Regions from separate parts of the Mus musculus genome. Here region 2 is linked to region 1. A link is a contact called in public promoter capture Hi-C data. All regions are on one chromosome and are shown on one strand. The core of a region is the stretch at or near the end of the contact, and the rest is flanking DNA. Distances in the headings are between cores, read along the strand shown. Region 1 holds the start of Cadps2 (Ca2+-dependent activator protein for secretion 2). Region 2 holds the start of Tmem229a (transmembrane protein 229A).

Region 1 (2,700 bases), core at 139-2,638:
GATAAATACTCTCACAGAGTTTTGCAAAAAGTCTTCAAATACATCAATTTTAATATATGTACACACACACACACACACACACACACACACACACACACATATATATATATTTTTTCCTTACCATTGACCATCAGCTAGTAGGCATGAAACATTTTTTATTACTAAGGGACCAAAATCAAGGATTAACTAATGGAGAAGGCTCCCTAGGAGTAAATGCCCTCTTTTTTCTCCATTGAGGGACAGCATCAGTAGATGCAGAAGGAAAGTGTTTTTGTGTATCTAACCACCAAATGGCCTGGAAAAGTTTAAACTGCGGCTTGGCCCTGGGACAGAGAAGCTCAGGGCTGGTGGGTGCTTAATTTGTCCTGTTAATTCCCTGGAGATCTGCATCCTCCTTGCTGGAATGCCACCGCACACTGTTCCATGTGTTGAATGCCTGTTTTGTGCATTTCCCCTTCTGTCTGAGCTCAGGACAGAAGTTACAGAATGGCAAAAGAAACTGCGAGGCAGTTCTAGCATCGAGAAAATCGGCGCAGATAATTCAGCCTTCAGGTGCCGCTATGAGACGCCCACTTGAGGCCAGGAAAGAGAGCGACTTTGTGTTGTGTGCCCTCGCTTGTGCCTCTGTCATAAGCTAACAATGCTGGACACCGGCCTTCTCTCGGGTGTTTGTTGAATGTCTGTCCACCCAAAACAACCTGTTTTGTTTGAGTCAGTTCTATCTCAACATAGGAAACAACTGAGCTGTGTTTGTCAGAGTTTCATTTTTCAAACGTAAAATCTAATTTGCTCGCGGGTTTGCCGGAAACAACAGGAATACCTACCAGTTTAAAAGACCCCACCCCACCCCGGACCGGACCGGCCGCTGCGCCAACTTTTCTTTTAATGCCCGTGCTGTGACGATTACAATTTGGACTTCTTGGAGAGTGTCCCACTGCAACGAAGGGAGAGAGACTTTTTTCAAGTCTCCTAGAAAGAATAATACTTCGAGGGGAAGGCAGCCGGTCCCACTTTTCAGCACTCAGGTTTCACAAATCAGGTCCCAGCACTGTCCGGAGCTCTCTCTTGGAGACTGTGTTTGTTCCCCGTCCCTATCCCGCCGCCACCCCTACAGAAAGCCTGCAGGACTACTGGGTGCATGGTGGCCCGGGGTCGTCTGTGCTCGTCTGGGCTCGGCATCACCCGCCCTCTGCAAACTGCGCGCTCCGGGGCGCCCGGCACACCCGCCGCCCGGTCCAGGCGGTGGCGGGCGCGGCGGCGCGCGCACGCGCACTTCGCGTCCCCGCGTCCGCTCCTCGACATTCCGTTCCACGTGTTGCTCGGGAGGCGCCACAGGTTCCTCACCTGCGCGGGCGGCGGGGGTCGGCGGCGGGGCTGGGCGCGCGCGCGGGCTGGACGCCCGAGGCTGGGCGCGCGGTCCCCGGGCGCCCCGAGCGCCCCCGCGCTAACTCCGCCTCTCGCCTCCCGCCGCTCCGCTCGCCCGCCCCGCGTCCTGGCCGCGGCAAACACTCGGGCGCCGAACTCGACGTGTCCGGAAAGCCCGGGCCACTTTCCCTTTCGTTCTGCGGCCGCGGCGCACCGACCTAGGTTCCCGCGGACCCGCGGGGACAGCTGCGCTCGGCGAGAAGCCCCAGGGATCGCGGGCCAAGCCCAGGCGTCCCAGCCAGCACCATGCTCGACCCGTCTTCCAGCGAGGAGGAGTCGGACGAGGGGCTGGAGGAGGAGAGCCGCGAGGTGTTGGTGGCGCCGGGCGTCTCCCAGCGAGCGCCGCCGGCCGCGGCTCGGGAAGGGCGGCGGGACGCGCCGGGACGCTCCGGTGGTGGCAGCGGCGGCGGAGCGGCCAGACCCGTGAGCCCGAGCCCCTCGGTACTCAGCGAGGGGCGAAATGAGCCCGAGCTGCAGCTGGACGAGGAGCAGGAGCGGCGCATCCGCCTGCAGCTCTACGTCTTCGTGGTGAGGTGCATCGCGTACCCATTCAACGCCAAGCAGCCCACCGACATGGCCCGGAGGCAGCAGAAGGTGAGTGGCGGCGGGACTGGGAGCCTCCCGCGGCCACTTACCCCTCTCATCCTCCCGCCCCCGGGGGCTTTCTCCTGGGAGAGTTCAGGGCACCTGCTGCCGTCCTTCTGCGAAGGGCTGGACACTATTTTAGTAGGTCTTTGAGGGGTGTCTGGGACAGGTTGGAGTGCTTAGGTCTTTAACCCCAGCCGGAGCTAACCAGAGCTGGCCTGAACTGGCAGGAGCTGGCAGCTGCACCTCACCATCCCCAAGACATGGACTGATCAGCTGATCCCACCTTGCAGGTCCTGCAGTAATTAAACCTGGGCAGATTAGGTTGGGACAGGGTTAGAATACAACTCGCAACAACTTTAATTTGGGCTGCTGTGGGGTGTATGAGCTGGGCTTTGCCCTTAAGACAGACTGAGTGTGTAGCTAGATGAAGCAGGTGGAACACGGATACTTTCCCATAACAGAGAAATCTCCACTAGGGCAAGGGACTAGACATTTTCTTGGTGAATTAAAAGCAAAGTTATATTGCTAAGTTTTCTGTGTGGCTAAACAATCAGGGCATGACATGCAAACAGCGAGGAAGCTATGCATCCAGAGAGGCTATGAGTAATTCTAGGCCATGGCAGGCTTAATGAAGTCCACTGTTAATGACAGGTGAAGGACTAGCTAATGCTTTGCTTATGGCTCCTT
Region 2 (2,788 bases), core at 260-2,759, 1.1 Mb before region 1:
ACAAAACAATATGTGTTCTCATCTTACTCTCTTAGCTAACTCATAGGCAACATGGCTACCATAGACAGTAGTTTAAATGGGTAAAATGAGTAAGAAAATAGACAGGAACGCGGTTGCTTCAATATGGGAGATCTACCAGAGTATGTCCTCCCAAAGAACATATGTCTTCATAAAGCTTTTTATCCAAGGAAGATTTGAACTTCTGGACAGAGTAAAATTATTACCTAGTTTCTTCTTATACATGAACAGGAGAGGGGCATAAAAGTATAACTTATTTCTAATATCCCTCCATCCCCTCTACCTGACAGAGGACAGAGAGGGAAGAAGGAGGAGAGAAAAGGGACAGGAAGCCAGGAGGGGGACTAAGGAGTGAATGAGGCCAAGGCCTGAAAGAGCAGGGGATGGGGGAGAAAAAGAAAAAGACAGGAAAAGAAAAAAAGCTCGGCTTTCCTTTACACTCCGTATTTGAAATGACCTAGTTCTGCAAGAACACACACACACACACACACACACACACACACACACACACCACACGCGCGCACACACACACACACACACACACACACACACACCACACACACACACACACACACACACACACACACACACACCCCACACACACACACACACACACACACACCACACACACACACACACACACACACACACACACACACACCCCACCCACACACACACACCACGCGCGCACACACACACACACCACACACACACACCACACACACACACACACACACACACACACACACACCCCACACACACACCACAACACACACACACACACACACACAGCACTAGTCTGCACCAGTTTTAGCAAGCATGCTGTCTTTGGTAGGGGACACCTCTACCCCCACCATCCCACTGTAGCCAGGACACAACTCAGCTACAGCTACACTGGCCTCAAGTCTTTTTGTTTTTTTGTTTTTTGTTTTTTTAAATACTGCTGGGCTTGGCCCTGAGTAAACTAGCCTAGGCAAAGACTGAAAAGGAGGATCAGTCAGGGGGGTTCCGGGCGGGGAAGGGGGGGGAGGGGGTCGGCATTCAGATGCAGGCTGCTCTGAGCAGGAAGGCAGGCTTGGAGTCTCCGGTTAACACGCTGTGACTGGGACACAGCTGGCTTTGCATAAGGACATTAAATATACAGCACCACAGTTTGGGCCCGGGCCCGGCCTCCGGCTAGTGGCACCAGGCCATTTGTCTCCGCCAGCCAAGGCCTGGCCCTGGTTTCCACGATACCGGGAATGCCCCACAGTTAGCCTTCACACCTGTTAGGGGCTTCTCCCCTCCTGCCACCAACCCAGCGGGAACCCCCTGCAGCACTTGCCCAGGGCTGCAGAGATGGCCAAAGGGGACCCGGGCGGCGCTCTTCGCCTTTCGGGGCAGACCCCTGTGAGACCCGGCGCGGGAGGCTGGGCGGGGCGGGGGCCCGGGAAGGCGGGAGAGGTCGAGCCGGGCGGAGAGGGGTATGGGAAGGGCCGGGGGAAGGGCGATCTCCGCTCGCGTAACGCTCCCTGAGCCTGCAGCAGAGGCGGCGGGGCTGAGCCGCGGAGGGGATGGAGCTGCCACCAGCCTCGGCTCTCTTCCCCACAGCCCCGGCATCGCCTCCCCTTGCCCGGCCGCGCCACTCCTTAGGCCGCGCAGGGTGATTCCCGAGCGCGGGTGAGCAACATCTCACCCTGGACTGGAGAAGAGGGCGGGCCAGGACCAAGGCACGAGGACTCCTCGCGTCCCGGGCGACCTGCGAGTCTCCCGAGCGCTGGGAGACCCCGATCCGATCGAAGCTACGTGCGCCCCTCCTCGTCCCCCGGGGCGGGGAATCGGTTCGAGGCTAGGCGGCTGGGCCCCGGGTGCCCGGGTAGCCAATGGCGGGCAGCGATGTGGCGAGTGAGGGGCCATCACCGAGGGACGGCGCGACCCGGAGACCCGGGGCCACCGGCGGACTGCGTAGCCAGGCGGCCGCCAGCTGCCCTGAGCCGCTGTCCGCTGCTGAAGCTCCGGCCGAGCGCGGCGCGCTGCCCGCCTGGATGCGCCTCTACTTCTACGGGATGCACGGCATCACCCTGGACGTGCTGGTATCCTCTGCCAGGCGCTTCGCCCGCAGCCTGGATCTGCGGATGCTGGGTTTCTCTTCACCCTACCGCTGCCTCCTGCACTCGCTCACCCACTTCGCCCTGGAGCAGCTCTACCTGCAGCGGCCGCGCTGCCCCAGCGCCTTCCTCTTCAATTTCCTGCTTTACCCCTCTGCGCACGTCGGGCTGCAGACCCTGGCTGGCCAGGCGCTACGGCTCAGCCTAGGCGGCGGGCCGGGGGGCGCGGCAGCGCCGGCGCTGGGGGCGCTCGACCTGGCGCTGCAGTACGTGCTCGCGCTCTACCACGGCCAAGTGTTCCTGAAGCGCTTCTTGTGTTTGCGGTACCCGCGGCGGCGCGACCAGCACACCAGGGACACGCTACCCGCAGCCCGGGACGCCCAGATCCTTTGGGAGGCTGGTGGCCAGCGACGAGGACCGGGTGGCGCAAGGGGCACAGAACGATCTCCTACCCAGGGACTGCCCGACCTCCTCCGCTTCCTTTTCTTCGGAATGCATGGCTTTCTGGATGAGATCTTCTTCACCTTCTTCTTCAATGTGCTGGGGCAGGGGGACAGGGCCAGCAGTGGCCACACATCCCTCTGGTCTTTCTTCATGTACGGAAGTTGTAGTTTCGTGGTGGAAAAACTCTACTTCCACCTTCACTACAGCCGTGGCTGGGGCACGTGGAAGCGGGTGCCCAT

What was found. Promoter capture Hi-C pulls out the DNA fragments that hold promoters and counts their contacts.
Region 2: a contact with region 1 is called in a promoter capture Hi-C map of liver, with 2.9 times the contacts expected there. The contact joins the promoter of Tmem229a here to the promoter of Cadps2 in region 1. A contact is called at or near these places in 1 of 39 promoter capture datasets (liver), 1 of 484 Hi-C or Micro-C datasets (embryonic stem cells) and 1 of 115 datasets of contacts at active chromatin or transcription factors (embryonic stem cells).

The regions. Positions count from the first base shown.
Region 1 is chr6:23,838,109-23,840,808 of GRCm38.p6, reverse strand. It overlaps Cadps2 (Ca2+-dependent activator protein for secretion 2), which reads left to right and starts at 1,388. Exons shown (of 30, transcript NM_153163.4): 1 at 1,388-2,019. The coding sequence starts at 1,672.
Region 2 is chr6:24,954,846-24,957,633 of GRCm38.p6, reverse strand. It overlaps Tmem229a (transmembrane protein 229A), which reads left to right and starts at 1,509. Exons shown (of 1, transcript NM_177013.3): 1 at 1,509-2,788. The coding sequence starts at 1,881.